Linked DNA regions of Gasterosteus aculeatus: region 2 is linked to region 1. The links are chromatin contacts, called in public Hi-C maps. All regions are on one chromosome and are shown on one strand. The core of a region is the stretch at or near the end of the contact, and the rest is flanking DNA. Distances in the headings are between cores, read along the strand shown. Region 1 has its middle 6.6 kb from the start of LOC120830473. Region 2 holds the start of LOC120831355 (interleukin-1 beta).

The links. A called contact is a pair of places that touch in the nucleus more often than the background predicts.
Region 2: a contact with region 1 is called in a Hi-C map of skeletal muscle, with 4 times the contacts expected there. The contact joins the promoter of LOC120831355 here to the enhancer-like site in region 1. A contact is called at or near these places in 2 of 6 Hi-C or Micro-C datasets (skeletal muscle and whole body).

What each region holds. Positions count from the first base shown.
Region 1 is chr13:20,628,597-20,632,307 of fGasAcu3.hap1.1, forward strand. No RefSeq gene overlaps it. Among protein-coding and RNA genes, the nearest start is that of LOC120830473, 6.6 kb to the left of the region's middle. Within about 2 kb of position 1,300, at least 5 of the 9 cell types and tissues checked have open chromatin away from gene starts, as enhancers often do.
Region 2 is chr13:20,674,844-20,678,339 of fGasAcu3.hap1.1, forward strand. LOC120831355 (interleukin-1 beta) reads right to left here and starts at 1,718. Exons shown (of 5, transcript XM_040196753.2): 1 at 938-1,718; 2 at 369-611; 3 at 59-223. The coding sequence starts at 588.

The sequences.
Region 1 (3,711 bases), core at 50-2,549:
AACGCCGGTGCAGGATCCAAGTGTGCAGGACACCCGAGATGAACACATTCGCACAGTTCACAGTCTATTCTTTTCATTAATCCAGTCCTTTAAAACTCTGAAAGGAGGGAGAATCATTCGCAGCTCAGCCTTCACTTCGGCGTCGTCGGCGCTTTCAGTCAAACACACACAAGATGCATCGTGACCTGCCGCTTGACCTGCAGAGGGTTTTGCAGAATCATTGTTCGTCATCAACTTCCAAATAGGTTCCGCACAAGCTGATGCAATGCAAGGGTGGAAAGGGACCCACGCCGCAGAAAGTTAACGCACAACAAGCCTTTCTGAGATGCGTTACGTGATTCAGTGAGCGCTTGTTTGTGTGTTGATGCACGTAAGCATCGAGAGGAGTGATGAGTAGGGCTGGGCCGGGTTGGGGTTCGCGTAACACTCACTCATCATGTCCCGGCGGGGGCCGTCACGCTGGCAAACAGAGCAAAAAGACAAGAACAGATTAGGTTGAAGACGGCAAAGCTGAGGCCTGGAGAAGTGTTATGCCTGACTATAACACTCCACCGGTCACTCCCCCTCATACTGCACATGCCACTTTAACTGCAATTCATCACTTTGTCACTTGTCACTTTGTCTCTTGTCTGTTACTTGTTCGTTAGTGCACTTTATGCTTAATATTTTTCTTTTTAACTTTTTAATATTTAATTTTTTTTAACTTTATTCCCTTGTTTTATACTAACCCATAGCCTTATTCTACTAACCCATTGCATTAGCATTTCATTCCACTTTATTTTATTACTTGTGCACTGTTGTCTTGTCTGTCTACTGTCGCGCACTAATCGCCAAGACAAATTCCTTGTATGTTTGACATATTTTGGCTAATAAATGTTTCCTGATTCCTGATTCCTGGTCTGGGGAGGAGGCAGGAGAGGAAAGTGTGAGGTAATCGAGGAGGAGATCTGGACCGCCGAGGGGGTGTTTGTCGGGAAGACGAGGGGGTCGTAAACCACGTTTACTACGCCGGTGGTTTTAATCGTCAACGCCGGCTGGGAAAGAAAGATCAGGACTGAACAGCTGGGATCAAAAGACACACATGCAAAGGAGATCATGTACCGTCCCCGATAATCACACTGCGATCGTACGTGACGCATCTATTCACCAAGCTGGGAATATGTCCTCCTCCGCGTCATCAAAACAATAATCATCCTCGTTTACTGTACGCGACTTACATTCTGCAAGCACACTACCATCTTATAATTCCGCCGCAGAGGCAATACCACGTCTACGCCACATGTGAGCAGCACAGATCAGCGCAGCAGCGTCCCGGCACCCGTCCAGCTCCGCCTGCAAGACGGAGAGCGGCTGCTGATGTGAGGCCTCTGAGGGCCCCGGGGCGCATATGGCGGCAACGGCGAGCCGTCAAGAAAGAACTCCCTCGTTTCGCAAAGAACATTTAAGGCTGTCTGCAAAGTGTTAAGCAAGCCTTTGTTTTCCACTCAAATGTCGGTCTGAGGAGCTTCCTTTTTTTTTATTGTGGTTAAAACAACTTGGTGAGGAAGGACTCGTGGTCACGCTTTAATAAAAAAGACTTCTGGCGGGAAACATGAAACAAACATCTGTCTCCCGCTAATTAAGTCGCGCTTGCTCCTCGTAAACCTCTCAGAGAGCTGGAGGACTGACCCCCAACGCTGCAGTGATCCATGAAATGTGATTTTCATTGCGAAAACGCTCATTGTGAGCGTGTTAGCATTTAGCTCGGGGCAGTATAAGCTGTTTAGGATGTGCACGTTCAGATTGAAGCGGGTTAAACTGCAGTCATCGGCAACTGAGTTGGATTAGTTTGCCGCTAAAGCTTTCAGGGACTTTCAAGGACATTTCTGGCAGCTACAAGACTTCGGCCTTGATTGACGCTTAAAAGCATGCATCGTTTCTTAGTGAGCGCAGGGATATCACTTTTTTTTTTAAAAAGGTGCACAGTCTACATTACGAAGAGATGAGATGGCAGTGCGGCAGCATGAATTGAACTTTGACCAAATATTGTGTCCAAAGTCTGTATTTTCAGCAAAAGCCCTGTGTGCAGTTCACTACATTCCCCGAGAGCAGTACTTCTTAACGCCCAGCGCTGAGCAAATGAATGCAAGAGAACGGATATTACAAGTCAACGCTCCAACATCTTTGTTGTGGTGATGTAACATCCAGTTATCGATTGATGTGACTCAAATCCGACTGAGATGAATTTCTCACTACCTTTTACAACCCTTGTCCTAATCTTTATCCAGCTTCTACTCGTCCCTCCGGCGCATAACGCCCTTCATTCAAAATCCAGAAATGCTGTAAATGTTTGCCTACCTCCTTTGAAACACACACACACACACACACACACACACACACACACCAGCAGCCATGCCCTCTAGGAATGTTTAATATGCTGTAAACAAACTGTGGGGCCTCCAGATGAAGTAAGAGGACACTGTCCTTCACTCGTACTGCCCCTCAGAAGAAAACACTTTCATGACAATCTCCAGCAGCAGATGTAAAACATCTGGTTCCTCATCTGTCAACCGCTGCCCGATGTTGGACAGCTTGTATGCAGTGGGGGGGAGGGCAGACGTATCCTCAGCTGTCCTTCACTTGGGCCGAGTCGCTGCCGTCTCACCAGCCGAGTCAAAGAACCCATCAATCAAATCAGTTATCTTGTGTTCTGGCCATGACAGGAATGTCTTTTATTTCCTGTTTCATGTTAGGCTTCGGCTAATGCTAGCATGAAATGTGACATTTACTGTGGTTGTATTGTACGTTTTGAGAATCACCTCGGATAGAGCGGTGCAGGAAGGAGTTCTAAAACTCCGGTCTGAGTTTGCTAAATGCCCGAAATAAGTTCTGTGGTTAAAACCTGTTTTCAAAAGGCAGATTTTTATCCGTGGGGTATTTTCACCGTGTAGAACAAATACAAACATCAGTCAAGTCGCTTTGCAGATTGAAATAAATAAAATGGCTTGTTAATTACAAAAGAGGATCCCATCTGAACATGGGGGGCCTCTGCGTCCCCCGTCCTGTTTCCGTTCCAACGTTTCGTTTGTGTGATTTCCATCTAAGGAATTTGATTTCGGTGTCAAACTAATGCAGCGAGGGCGAGGCAACCAGCTGCAGGAGGCGTTGAGGTGTGGCGCTCTGGCATTCACACACGCCACCGTGTAGAACTGGATCATTCTGAGGGAGGAATAGACATTTAATAACTATGAATGCATGAGTGTCACATCCCATGTTTAATAAAACACTCCCTGTTCTTCCCATCATAGCGTGTTCGATCACCACAATCTAATCAGTTCCCACCCAACACGACGCCTTTAAAACTTTGGATTGTGTTGTCACTGATTTACTTTTAGCTCTGTCATAACATCACGCCCGGGACGGTTTCCTGTTCAACGTTTTTACTGTGAAGCGCAACATAACCTTTCAAGTAAATCTGTATCTATAATCTGTAAACGTCACTCAAACTCTACATGAACCCCCTCCCAAAAAAAATAAACATCATGAATCACGACGGATGCAACGTGTTCTTGGAGGCAAACAAAGGCAAAAGGTGTTGAGAAATGTCTTCCGACGCCTTTGTTCAACACGCAGTAAAAATGCTGCCAAATAGCCGGGCGGATGCGTTTGTTGTTTGATGAGGTGCAACTGAAACAGTGCTGTCACCTCTTCAAAGACTAAACGACAAAACCT
Region 2 (3,496 bases), core at 468-2,967, 47 kb after region 1:
TCTCGCCCAATTACAGTTACAGTTTTGTGAATGATTATCTCGCCTCTCTTCTAATCACCTTTTTTGGCCTCGGAGCCGCCCTGCAGCATCACCGCGTGGAGCTGCATGCTGTTTGGGACCCGAATTAAGCTCCTCTTCTCCTGGTCGGTGATGCTGCACTGCTGCTCGCCCGTCCAGCTGATCTGGAGATGTGGCGGCGAACTGCACAGCGTCACGATCTCCTCTGAGGGGACAAGAGACACACCTGGTTAGTGACGTTGTGAAAGGCGGCAGCGTGAACGGCAACGGCAGCCACAGGGTTCCAGAGGAAAGCCAGAAAAGCTGAACACTGAAACTAAAACACACAAAAGTCGCCTCCGCGGGATTACCTTCCACTAAGCCGTCCAGCATGATGTTCAGCATGTCCTCGTCTCTGAATTCGGAGCTCATCAGCAACTCCGAGCCGTCGCCCTTGAACCGCTCCATGGCGATGATGAGGTTGACCACCTGCTTCATCGTCAGCGGGTGATGGGAGATCTCAAAGTCCATTCCCTGGGGCATCTTGGGGCTCCACGCGCCGCTGCCGTTGCTTTCTCTCACGGATTCCATCTTTTTGTCGAAGAAGGGAAAGTCTGCAGGAGGGAAACATTTGCAGCGTCACTTAACCACAGAACGTTCAGGGAGGAGCAGCGGGATTGTCCGGTGAACTTTTTACAATTCTGTCCCACAATTTTATAGATTTTGTATTCAACACCTCGAAATAGTGTTTGCTGTGTTACTCAGTTGTTAAAGCTACGGAGCATCTGGAACTCAATACTTCATAAACACCAAACACGAAGACACTCCAGAGATGTTAAATAAACCACACTGAATGTGTCCTTTCAAAGTAAGAAAAGCAACATTCCCATTTAAAATCCGCTCCACGTCAAAACAACAAAAACACTGGAAATCATTTTACCTGTTAAGTCAGTAGATAAGAAGTTGTTTCGGGTGTGTCTGGTAGATCGCAGCAGTCCTGCAGTCACTGGTGTTCTGCCTGCCTGTGCCGACCTGCTTGGTTTTTATACACGCAGCCGTCGAGGGAATTTCCTTTGATGGGAGGAAGTGGGACGGCCCTACAGACCGTGATGAAATACTGTAGTCTACTTCGTGTTGAGAAATTCACCTCTGAATCTTAAACCAACTATTTTGTTTATTTCATCCGTGCAGAAAGTCTGAGAAAAATAAATTTGTCGCTTTTATGGGTAATCTAGGCATATTTAGGACCCTTGTGAAACAGCGTCAATGGTGTTTTCTCCCTTCAGTTGTTGTACATATTAAACAAATGAGACACAAGTAGTCGCTTTAAAGCTGCTGGTCAGGTGGAGTTTGGTAATCTTCCGTCAGATGCTGTAGAGAGGTGCTGCCCTTTGGAGTAAATTTAGTCTATTCTCATATATTACTATAGTTGAAGACTATAAACTAGATTAAATGAAACATCACAATGATATGAAAAAAGGGAGAACATCTGGTTGTTAAAAGCTGCTGCAAAATCAACATAGAGTGTAAATCTTGACCCTGTATTTAAACGTCTGTAATAATAATAATTACACATAGGAATGATTAAAGCTGACAATTAGTCACAACTGGATAAAACCGGTTTGATTCAGGAGAAATACAAATATCCTTCTAAACGTAGGTCACAGTTTCCAAATGAATTGTCACACAGTCTTGTGGTCTGCACCTGAACCTCCTACGTCTTAGAACGAGCCTTTCGGAGTTTTGCTGTTTCTTTTGATGAAGTCGAAATGTCCAGCAGCAGCACAAGACGCACTTTCTGTTGAGACTTGCATAACGGCGGCGTAATCGACATTGCTTCACTTCTCTTTACACGAAGAAGCTGCGTCAGCTGAATTTACCTCAATGTGTGCAGGAGGCCGGAATGTGATGTTCTGGTGCTTATATTATAAACTAAGCTTAAAGCTTTACAGCAAACCAAGTGTAAATCTGTATGATATCTTTTATGCTTAAATGCGTGTCAAAGGCCCCGCTGCCTGTAGAAGCGAGAAGACTATAAAATAATGATTATTTTTATTCATTATATAGCTACCCTAAATTGCGTTTTTATAGGGTTATTGCGAATTTAATTAAATTCAAAAAGTTCTATTTGTTAATCCAAACAGTATAAATTAATCCGGAGCGAATGTCTTTAATACGTTGTGTTTACAGGACGGCTGCAGTCTACCGCCATGCTGCTGGGTGCTTTGAGTCGAATGCTAACGTAGCCCACCAGTAATGTGCAAACAATGACAATGCTAACGTGCAGATCTTTAGTGTGTTTACCTTTTTTTACCTCTATGATAGTTTGGTAATAAATCACTGAGCTCAGCGAGCGGCCGGCCGCTCCTCATTAGTCTTGCTGTTGTTTTGTATCCGGTGATCAATCAAAGGATTTTCACTATTAAGAAGAATTTAATAATATAATGCTAATTTTACTCATCTAGGGATGGCCAGCAGAGACTCAATGTATGTGTGTGTGTATGGGTTTTTATTGCAATTTAAATCACTAAAAAGACAACATCATATTAAAAGCAAAATAGGTTCTTGCCTTATTATCTAATTTGTTTTGTTAACTGTGAAGATTTGTTTCTGGGTAAAAAGAGTCATCTCATAAGACATCATAATCCCCTTTTTATGAGGGTTCTTTGATAAACATTAAGATGTGTTACATCTTAATGTTTATCAAAGATCTTAAGAAGATTAAGATGTGTAACTGTTACACCTTCCAACTGCATTCTGAGAACGCCGTTGTGGCAAAAGCAGGAAATTCCGGTTCAAGGCAGCCTGAAAAGTAATGGAAAGATTTGATTTGTCTGCAGCTGAGGTGCGTGTGAGTCTGTGCGTGTGCATGTTCCGGTGTATTTAATAGGTTGGGTCATAATTATCGTTACACGATGTTGTTCTTCTTCTGGTGGAATCACTCGGGAAAGGAAATCAGGAAAAATACAGTCTTTAAAAACAATGTGAAATTACTTTCACATCGTTTTTAGTTACATTTAAGGAAGTGAGAAAAAAAATGACACAATAGAGTTACTGAAATTTAAAAAACTCATGATGCCATGTTTACTCTGATGAAATGCTAGAATGCAAAGTCATTCGTATAGTACAACACTCACTATTTTGTACACGTGGAAGTCAGAATCCACCTCGATAAACATGCAGAATGTAACAGCTGTAAGAGCGTACGTCAACAGCATAATAACACTGTAACGATACCATGTTCTATAACCGAGAACTACCGTAAATTACAAATCAAAATGACTAAATGATAAATATTTACTCAGCTCCTCGTTTTATTCAACACACAATAAGATATTACAACATTAAAGTAAAACATGTCATCTATAAAACTATGATCAATGGAGAAGTTTAAAAGCATCTCACGTTTCAAATCATGGTGGGAACACTTTGAACTGTCTTATCGAACCCTTTCCACCCAAACGTGTGACCCTGAATACACTAAAGTTTGACCTATCAG